Regions from separate parts of the Rattus norvegicus genome. Here region 2 is linked to region 1. A link is a contact called in public Hi-C data. All regions are on one chromosome and are shown on one strand. Each heading gives the region's core, a stretch centred on a gene start, on an enhancer-like site or on the middle of the called end of the contact. The rest is flanking DNA. Distances are from core to core; before and after follow the strand shown.

Region 1 (4,799 bases), core at 1,510-4,009:
CAAACACTAGGACCAAAAGCAACTGGGGTGGGAAAGCGCTTATTCCACCTTACATTTTATAATCCGTCATTAAAGGAAACTGAGGCAAAAGCTCAAGGAAGGAACTAAACCAATGACCAGAGGAATGTTGCTTATTGGTTTGCTCAGCTTGCCTTCTTATAACTCGGAAAGATCACCAGCCTAGGGGTGGCACCTGCCCACATAAATCACTAATCAAGAAAAGCCCCCACATTCCAATCTGATAGACGTAACTCTCCAATTGGCATTCACTCTTCCAAGCTGATTATTTTGGGTCACGTCATCAAAAATCTAGCCAGTGATTAAGGGCCCTGAAGGGGATAGGAACTCCACAGGCCGACCAACAGAGTCAACTCACCTGGACCCTTGGGGGCTCTCAGAGACTGAACCACCAACCAAAGAGCATACACGGTCTGAACCTAGGCCTCTCCAAACATCTGTAGCAGATGTGCAGGTCAGTCTTCACGTGGGTCCTGAACAACTGGAGCGGGGACTATCCCACTGTATACAGCCGTTGGCTATATGTGGGATTTGTTCTTCTAGCTGGGCTACCTTGTTTGGCTTTAGTGGGAGAGGATTCACCCTGTAGAGACTTGACGTGTCAGGATGAGGGTATATCCAAGGGGGAGGAGCCTCCACTCTCTCTCAGAGGAGAAGGAGAGGGGAGGGACTATATGGGAGAGGGCAGCAATCGAGATATAAAGTAAGTAAGTAAATAAATAAATAAATGAAAGAAGAAAGAATACAGCAAAACAAAACAAAACAGTGTAACAAGTGATTGTGTTTTACACAGACAATTCTATCGAGGTGGCTCTAGGGAATTTAAACAGCTTACCGTGTGTGAGGGCAGTGTTTTGGCCAGTACCCAATCTGCATCCATTCTTCTAGCCAACCTTTTCTTCCATCCCACTAAGAAACATCACTCTAAGTAAGAGAATGCAACAGCCAGCCACTGCCAGACTTCAAGCTGGGCTTAAAATGGAAAGTGTGCTTTGGTAAATCAATGAGACCTTCTCTATATTTCGCAATGCAAAGACTGGAGGCTTGCTTACTTTAAGTGACATGTTCTCTTTTAATTGAAGTCATTAGTACCCAAAGTAAATGTCTTTAAATTCCCCTCAAGTATATGTGAACGGACTCCCACTCTGGCCCACAGATCTCTGCACCGGTGATGCCTCAGCTGCCACACCATGTTAATCAAAGAAAAGGATTTTTATTTAAAGCAATTAGTTTTGTAACCAGAATCATTAAATAGCTTTGCAGAACCACTTTAATTCTGCACATATAGTCCCAACACATGTGAACAGCTTGCTTAAGATAACCGTGTGCTCCCAGGGAAGGTGTTTGTTGTGCTTCCTATTGACACCATTAAACCGTCCTTTCCTGTGATCATTCATAGGGAACATTAACTTTTTCAGCTCCCCCCCCCATCTTCTTAGATCATCCCCAAGCTCCCCTGAATTCTTGTCAAGCGTTGATTTATCTCATCAAGGAGCAGCTCTAAGCCTATAGGCTCCTCAGAAGGCTCTTCCCTAAACATCCTAGGAGGTGGGGAAAGCTTCTTAGAGCCCCAGGCAAGAAAGCCACAGCTTAGAAGGAATGAGAGGCAGTGAGGATGTGAGAGTCTGGTCTCATTTCTGGATCTAGATAAGATGAAAGATGACTGGAAAGGTTAATAACTTCTGCCTTTGTGTAGAATCTTCATTTCCCCACGTGGAGGACAATTGGGCACAAAAAGTCTTCTGCAGTGTCCTAATGTACTTATTAATAGAGAGGTCTATAATTTACAATTTTGGGCTACATTGGTTTGTTTCATATGGCTTTGTTATTTCGGGTCCTTGGTGCCTCAAGGACACCAAGAAAGAAATAGGAAGATACTGACCCATGGCCTCCAATGCCTTGACATTGCCAGTGGTTCTGTAACCACCTGCAAAGGGTATAGTTTGAGAAATCTGTTGACCCTTAAGCCTTTCACAGAACCGGTCCCTACATCCATTCATCATAGAAAAGGCCCATCAGTCATGTTTATATCACATGATCCTTGGCTGACTGGATCAAGGAAGATCACCTGATGTGAATGAACTTGGCTAATCACACTATACCTTTAAGCACACATTGGTGAATCCCTGTTGGTTCCATAGCTAAGGCCGAGAAAGCCTGGAACTATGGTTCAGTCACGTTGGCCAAGTGCCCGAAGAAGGAAAGCCTACTGATATGTCAAGAATGAGAATCACATAGCCGTTTCCCTGTGTGATTAACAAGTTACTTGGTTTAGCCAGGAATGCTAGGCTGTAAGTCTGCTCCAAGAGGCATGTCTGCTACAGCCAGAGGGGACACAGACAGCATCAAGGAGAACCGGACAGAAGGCCAGAGAGCTGACCCAAGATCAGGATGCTGGTAAGCTTCCTGTGTCTTCCAAGGGACGGGGAAGACAGTTTTAAAGCACAGACACAATGGGATTTCTCCATAGGTGTGTAGAGAGGACACTGGCCTAAAGTGTCCTATATTGAGGGTCAGTCCCATAAGGAGTAGTATGGGCTACCTAACACTCTGCTCCAGACCTCCTTGAAGAAGGCCCAGGAACAACCCTTTGGTGACTAAGTGCCCTGGGTTTCCTGACTGCAGCTGGATGGTCACGTAGGCGGAGGGTCTTGGTGGTCTGAGTGAACGAGTAATGCAGAGTGTTGTCACTGAACTGAGCAGCAAGACACAGAACAGGAAACAGAAAAGGCAGTTTGTGCTGTGGTGTCCCTCCAGCGCCCTCTACTGACCTCATCACCTAACAGCAAAGACTGTTATGGTGGGTCATGGTAAATTAGACCAGAGATGCATGGACTTGGGCCCAACCTATGCAGCAATCACCATTGCCTAGATTTCATCCCATGGTTTAGTACGTAGATGCCAACAGTCACAAAATACCATAGCTCACCCCAAAGGTACAAGGCCTTAGCCACCCAAAACCTACCAAGCTTTAAAATAACACAGCATCCCTTATGCTGACTGTGGGTCAAATGTCTAGCAGAATAGCTCTGGTTGAGGGTCTCTTGTAGAACTAAGGTACATCCCTAGACATCAACTAGGTTGACAGTCCTTACTTTAATGAAGCCCAAATCCCATTTATTAGGGAGAATAAATGCCCTATACCAAGTTAAACAACTAGAATTTGCAGGCCTGGAACAGAGTCCCCGTAGCCTAACCTCCAGTTGGTTTTCCCTAAGTTCAAGACCACCTGCAAGCTGTTCGAGGATAGACGGAGCGCGTCAGACATGCCGCTTCCACCCTCCGGAACCTGGATGAGGAGGGCACCTGAGAGGGAGCAACTGCCACTGTTCTGAAGCTTCCAGCTGGTTCTAACAAACAGCAAGGGTCTGGGCCCTCTCTTCTCCACACACTGTCTGCTCCTAAGGAAGTTCTGATACCCTGAGGAGGGAGTACAGGCAACGGATCGACAGGCCTCTGATTCCACCTTCACTCCCAAGACAAGCAGTCCAGAGGGTTCTCAGGACAGTTTAGAATATCTGCCTCCACTAACACAGAAAACACCTGTGTAGACCGAGAGTATCAGAGCAGCCCTTTGCCATCCTCTGGTGGCTGTGTGCAGAGTTCCTGAAAGCCTAATCCTGTGTCACCTTCCCTTTCCTGCTATCGGGCTTTGGAGGGTCCAACCTACAGGTTCCTGAGTGAGCATCTCTTCATAGGCTAACCCCAGGCCACCCTCACAGACATCAGTCTCCCGGCTCTTTTATAAGCACTCCCCACTACCCCAGCAAAGAGAGAAAGAAGGAAGGAAAGAAAGAAAGAAAGAAAGAAAGAAAGAAAGAAAGAAAGAAAGAAAGAAAGGAAGGACGGACGGACGGGAAAGAGAGAGAGAAAGAGAGAGAGAGAGAGAGAGAGAGAGAGAGAGAGAGAGAGGAAGAAAACACACACACACACACACACACACACACACACACACACACACACACACACACACACCAGGAATCCTGTTTTGTCTCTACCAGAAGAGCAAGGGGTGGACCCCAGGAAACGGGCTGGGCTAACTCTGAACACTTCAAATTACTGGTGTTCCTACAAGATAAGGTCAAAATCTGGCTATCTCTTTGCAACAAAGACAGCTTCAGGAGCCTCTTTATCTTCTGAAGTGAGACAAATCCCAATTTCACTTAATAATTCCCTTATCCAGTAGCAATTAATCCACATTCTTGCTTGATGATTGGGGCCTTCTGACTTGCAATTTCCCTCTATTTTCTTTAAAGCCCACAAACCATAATTTATTTGGTTCAGCATCGGTGGCAACTGGTGTCACCAAAGTGACAGTAATCACAAGGACACAACAATAAAAGTATTGTTTATTGTAAGTCGGCCATTCCTGTAACTGGCTCCATAACCTCCATTGTCCTGAGACCCAGGTCAGGCAGTGCTCTGAGTCTCACTGTGAACTGAGACAGCAGATGTTTGATGCTGTTAGGGAATGTGGGTAAGTGCTGGCTGGACCCACCATGTGCACACAAGCTTGACTAATTCAAGAGACCCTACTTCCAACCTCTGCACCTCAGGACTTTCTGGGGATGACTTTTTTTTTAGAGATGTGGCATGTGGTGGACAAAAGCAGAGCTGTCCGCTCAAAAAATGAGCCTTAAATTCCGGTTCAGGCAAAGGAGAAAGCGCTTATGGTACACACTCATGTCCCCCCCAAGCAGCGCCCTTTGGAGGTGTGTCTTCTATTGGGTACAGTGCGATGCCCAGCCCCCAACCCAGGCAGAGCGCAGGCTGATTCCCCT
Region 2 (4,799 bases), core at 1,380-3,879, 280 kb after region 1:
TGAGCGCCTCCGGGAAGGCCCCATAGTATTACAGGACACATCTTCAATTATTCTTCTCTTCAGGAGGTTGTCACAATTGTGACTCTGTGCAGTTAGCCAATGGACTTGTTGGGGTCCATATTTACCTTGGACTGAAAGGTATGTTTTGACTAGTTTGCTCATTGCCTTTAGAAGTATTTTTAATTGTGGAAGTTTTACAAAGTTTTCTTTCTAGTTTCTGGTATCTGGAAGGTCATGTGCCATACAGCATCAAGTCACAAAAGTATCCACTGCTCCACCACCACAAAACACACCTTCTTTTGCCTCCTGGTGGGCGGGAACCTTGCAGCCCTACCCACCTCTGCCCTCAGATGGGCTGGTGCCCTGAAGCCCAGTTTCCTTAGCTACTCTCCTCCCTCATTCACTTCCCCCTCATCCCATGTCCTCACAAGCCATTGCTGGGGGATTTTATTCTTCTTTTTAACTCTGTAGGGGATTGTAATTCAGTTTGTTTTTCACTAACCACCGGAGTGGGGGCATAGGATTTTTGCTTAAATGAGTATCTTAGAACAAATACCACGTCTCTGGGTTGCCTCTCTCTTCTGGTTTATACTGCTGGAAAACGTACTACTAAAATTTAGCTGATAAAAGACTCCATCCTCTTCCCACGGGGCCCCTCCACCTTCCGGTTGATTGGAGAAGCAGCAGCTTTTTAAATATTCTGCTGACAACCAGAGAAAACCTGCTTGGAAAGGGCTGTGATTGCCCACCTGGATAATCTCCCCATAGTCCTTTAATGGCATCTAGAAAACCTTTGATCGTGTAATGTGACTATATAGCAGGATATCATATATACCATAATCAAGGGAGAAAGGAAATAGCTCCAGGGCAGAGGTTATGGTAAGAGTCCAGAATTCTGCTGCCCTGACCTGTGGCCATGCTGCCACCACTCTCACACAGCCCTTGGTTGCATCTTCTCGAGTGTACCTTTCTTGCCAGCTCCTGTCTTTTCTGTATGATCCATCCATTTGTTTGAAGAAATCAAGGTTCCATTCAGGCCTTGCGTCACTGTCAGCACAGGAGCTGACTCTTAGCAAGGTTGCTGGCCCATTCCCTACATGTATCACAAGTATCTTGTTCAGAGCTTTCCAAGACCAATCATGTTGAACCACACACATTCAGAAACTTCACACTGGAGCTGGAGCCCTCTCTTTGTCCAAGGGATCTAGAAGTTGGTCAGGACCTCTAGGAGGCAGCTACTCAGTTGAAGGGAGGAGCAGGGTAAGAGCTGTTTGTCTTTCCAGAGACCATGACAAGTGGTACAAGAAATGATCTACAGGCTGATCTGATGGGGAAGCAGCAGTAAGGCGTAGCCAGGGAGGAGCCACCAGGCCTTTCTGTAGGGTTTGACTCTCTGTTTACTGTTTGGATTGGATTTTGCCTTGATATCTTATACAACCACATAAAATCTATTTTATACGACAGAGACATTGATGGCTTTTGGTAAGCCTACCTCACTGGGCAGTCACCTTACACTTTGGGGACACACACACAGATATTCACACATACACATGCATACACCTGTAGACATACAGACCCAAAGAGACACATGCACACACATACACATGCATGTATGCATGCACCAGCATACATTCACACATATACACACACAAAGTCACATACACACAACACATGCGTGCATACATACATCACAAAGGCACACAGATTCAGAATTCAGGGGTGTATAAGCATTTAGTTTGTTTGTTTGTTTGTTTGGGTTTTGGTTGGTTGGTTGGTTGGTGGTTGGTTTTGGTCACTTAGACTTTCGGAGCAGCACTTAAGGGAATGCTGCCTTACACTTAGAATTATAAGGTGCAAGTGTGATTTTTAAATTCGTTATAGCTAGGTTATCACTAGGTGTTTGTGCATTGTGCATTTGTAAATTTGCACCTGCCACTGTGCTCTGTTTTCCTGCCGTACATGAGCTTCTGCCACTGGCATGTACTGGAATCTTTGTGGCTGTGTCTATGCATTCAGTGTGGTTTGCATTGTAACTGACTGAATGTTAGTACATGAGGAGCCTCAGCTTTAAAAATTCACTTCAGTTGTGCTTAGAAAGTGATAGGCTTAATGTAGAATGTGTGAATTAATAGTGTCTTGCTGTTTAAGGACAGAAATGCTCTATGAAGGGTTTAAACTTCGAGGATACTTAGGGTCTCTTGAATAGAAAGGTCATATTGGAATGGAGAGGAGGTTAGGGACAGAGGCTTGATCATGGACCACAGATCTTCACATCACCCAGCCTTCCTCCTTGACTTAGTCCACAAGGGTCCATAAAGATCACTGCCCTGCTGTTGGTATCATGTGATTTCCATAGCTTAAAGCAAAGATGGTGATAACCAGAAGAGCTTTCTCCATCTGTGCCTTCTCAAGCAAAACTCTCAACACCAGCCTCTACTTCCCCACTCACCGGCCAGCACTATGCCCTATGCCTGCCTGCAGAACAGTCATTGGCAAATGGGAATAAAGAGGAAGAAAATTAGTCTTGCAACAGTGTGTATCTGGACACATTGATTGCAGCCAAGGCCTGGGCAAGGCCAAGCCAGGCCCTGCTAGGGAAGTAAGAAGGGGAAATAGCTGTAGGTGGCATCCAGAGCAGGAGGGGGAAGTGCACCTGTTGTGTGGATCAGAACAGCTCCCAAGTACAGCTCAGTGCAGCTGCTCATTCAGGCTTTACCGATGGGGGAAGTCGTCCCTGCGGACAGGGTAGAACCTGTGTTGTGCCCTGACTTTTCAGCTGCTTGTAGATAATCACCAGCCCTCCCATCATGCACAGTCTCAAACACAGTCTCAGTCTTGTCATTACAGTCCCCATCTCTGAATGATACTGGGAAATGTGACCTCGGCACATAGAGAAACCTGTCCTTCCACAGCCTTTGCCACAGGATCCATCCTTGTCCCTCCTGTGCCCAGACCTCAGCACCCACAGTTAGGAGTATAGAGAACTGGGTGAGAGCTAACATAGCTGGGAGGTTACGCTCACAATAGACACACTGTAGGTGCTTGGGAGGCTACCCCACAGCACCTCCTAAGTGCAGTTTATCACCACAGCAATGGGAGAATAAGTGGGGTGGCCAGGGGATTGCCCATTCTACTCCTGTAGAATTTAAGGGGTTTGGAGAACTGACCAGATAAAACACCTAATGCAAAAATCTACACTTCTCTGAAGTCAGGGGTACACTACACCTCATTCCTCAAAGATGTCTGCCTCCTGCTTTTGCCTTTGTACTATGGAAAGGTGAAGTTGTTTGAAGTTTAACCAGCAAAGAACTGAGGCATAATTATGGTCCAATGCTCTCCCTGAAATGCAAAAAGGTTAGCAAGAATTTCCCTAAGCTCCCAGTAGGGAACTAAACACTGCTCAATTCTTCCTGCTTCTTAACTGAAGAGCTTCCCTGAGGGAGTAGGAGGCAAGGGAGTGCGAATACATGGAATGAATGCTTGCTGGAAGGAACCAAGGTTACTAGTAAATATATACACACACGGTAAAATGGTAGCTTTAAATGTACCTGTCAGTCATCCAGCCTAATATTTATTATTTTTAAAATGGAAGAGTGGAAGATAACAGACATGAAACCATTGATCATTGGTGAAACAGTCAGAGCTTGCTTTGCATCATGGGTAATCCCAGTGTATCTCTTGTTGTTTAGCTCATAGTTAAGAGCATTTTGAGCAGCTCGCCCTGGCCTTCCAGATAGAAGGGTGGTTTTCATTTGAGCTATATTTTGGTTGCAGACAAACAGAAGGAAAAGGTCGGCTTGGGACCAGAGTTGACAAACGGGAGGCAGTGATGCTGACAGCCCTCTGTTGGCCGGCAGTTCTGCCACTCCTGGAATATAAAAAGAAATCCAGGCCATGTCTGCAGGAAGAAGCACAGCTCTTGCAGTGGCTGCCTTTTCATTACAGGAAGCAACTCCCACTTTATGGGGAGAAGGGTTCCGTGGGGATATTCCTTCTCTTCACTGTTTAAGTCAGCAGATATTATTTTGTACCTGCACCGACTGTTGTGGATGGAGGTTTTGTTGTTTGTTTGAACTATACTTCGGCAAAAAGCAGTGTCTACACAGGCCAAATGGAGGGTCATAACTGTTCTCTGTTGGATAAGATCTGGAAAGCCCAGGCAGGACATATGGAGTGCCAAGCAAAGTCTTGTGACCAGGTGACATTGGGAAGCTGTGGGGCACTGGGCTGGAGACAGCAGAAGGGAGAGTGGGGAAGTTCGATGTTGCTGATCTACTCTTCATCCTGACCATAACCAATCCTTTGAATGAAAATGCTTACTAAATGCAGGCTTCGTAAAGTGAGGAAGCATCCTGGACAAACTCTATTGAGTCCTGTCTAACCTCAAGGAGACTTTGCAGTGCCCTGTGGACCACAACTCACAGAGATAAGCGGGGCGTGGCTCTGTGTGCGTCACAGCCTTACCTCATTAACAACAGCCCGCTCGCTCTCTTTCCTGCCTTCGGCCTTACAATTTTACCTTCTTCCCCTGGCAAAATTGGAAGGCAGATGACACAGCTCATGCTTTCTCACTCTTCCTCACCCTCTGCCAAGTGCCGGTCCCTGTCTGCTTAAAGAAGAATATCTCCCCCTCTCCAGGCAGCTAACAACTTCTGCCACAATCTCCAGTGCTAAGGGTGGGACTTCATGTCCAGCTCCCTGTCCGTGTTGCGATTTGGTGTTGCTTGGAGTTTTACACGTCTTGCGTGTGCTGTCATAACTGTTGTGAGTTCATGCATGCAGCTGCCCTGCCATGCCAA

What was found. A called contact is a pair of places that touch in the nucleus more often than the background predicts.
Region 2: a contact with region 1 is called in a Hi-C map of psoas muscle, with 2.6 times the contacts expected there. The contact joins two enhancer-like sites. A contact is called at or near these places in 12 of 12 Hi-C or Micro-C datasets (the A7r5 cell line, the Rat2 cell line, Schwann cells and 7 more) and 1 of 1 datasets of contacts at active chromatin or transcription factors (oligodendrocytes).

What each region holds. Positions count from the first base shown.
Region 1 is chr4:84,396,537-84,401,335 of GRCr8, forward strand. The region is part of intron 3 of Cpvl (carboxypeptidase, vitellogenic-like); the gene reads right to left. Among named protein-coding and RNA genes, the nearest start is that of Cpvl, 17 kb to the right of the region's middle. Within about 2 kb of position 2,760, at least 6 of the 93 cell types and tissues checked have an H3K27ac peak or open chromatin away from gene starts, as enhancers often do.
Region 2 is chr4:84,675,047-84,679,845 of GRCr8, forward strand. The region is part of intron 6 of Chn2 (chimerin 2); the gene reads left to right. Among named protein-coding and RNA genes, the nearest start is that of Prr15, 85 kb to the right of the region's middle. Within about 2 kb of position 2,630, at least 1 of the 93 cell types and tissues checked has an H3K27ac peak or open chromatin away from gene starts, as enhancers often do.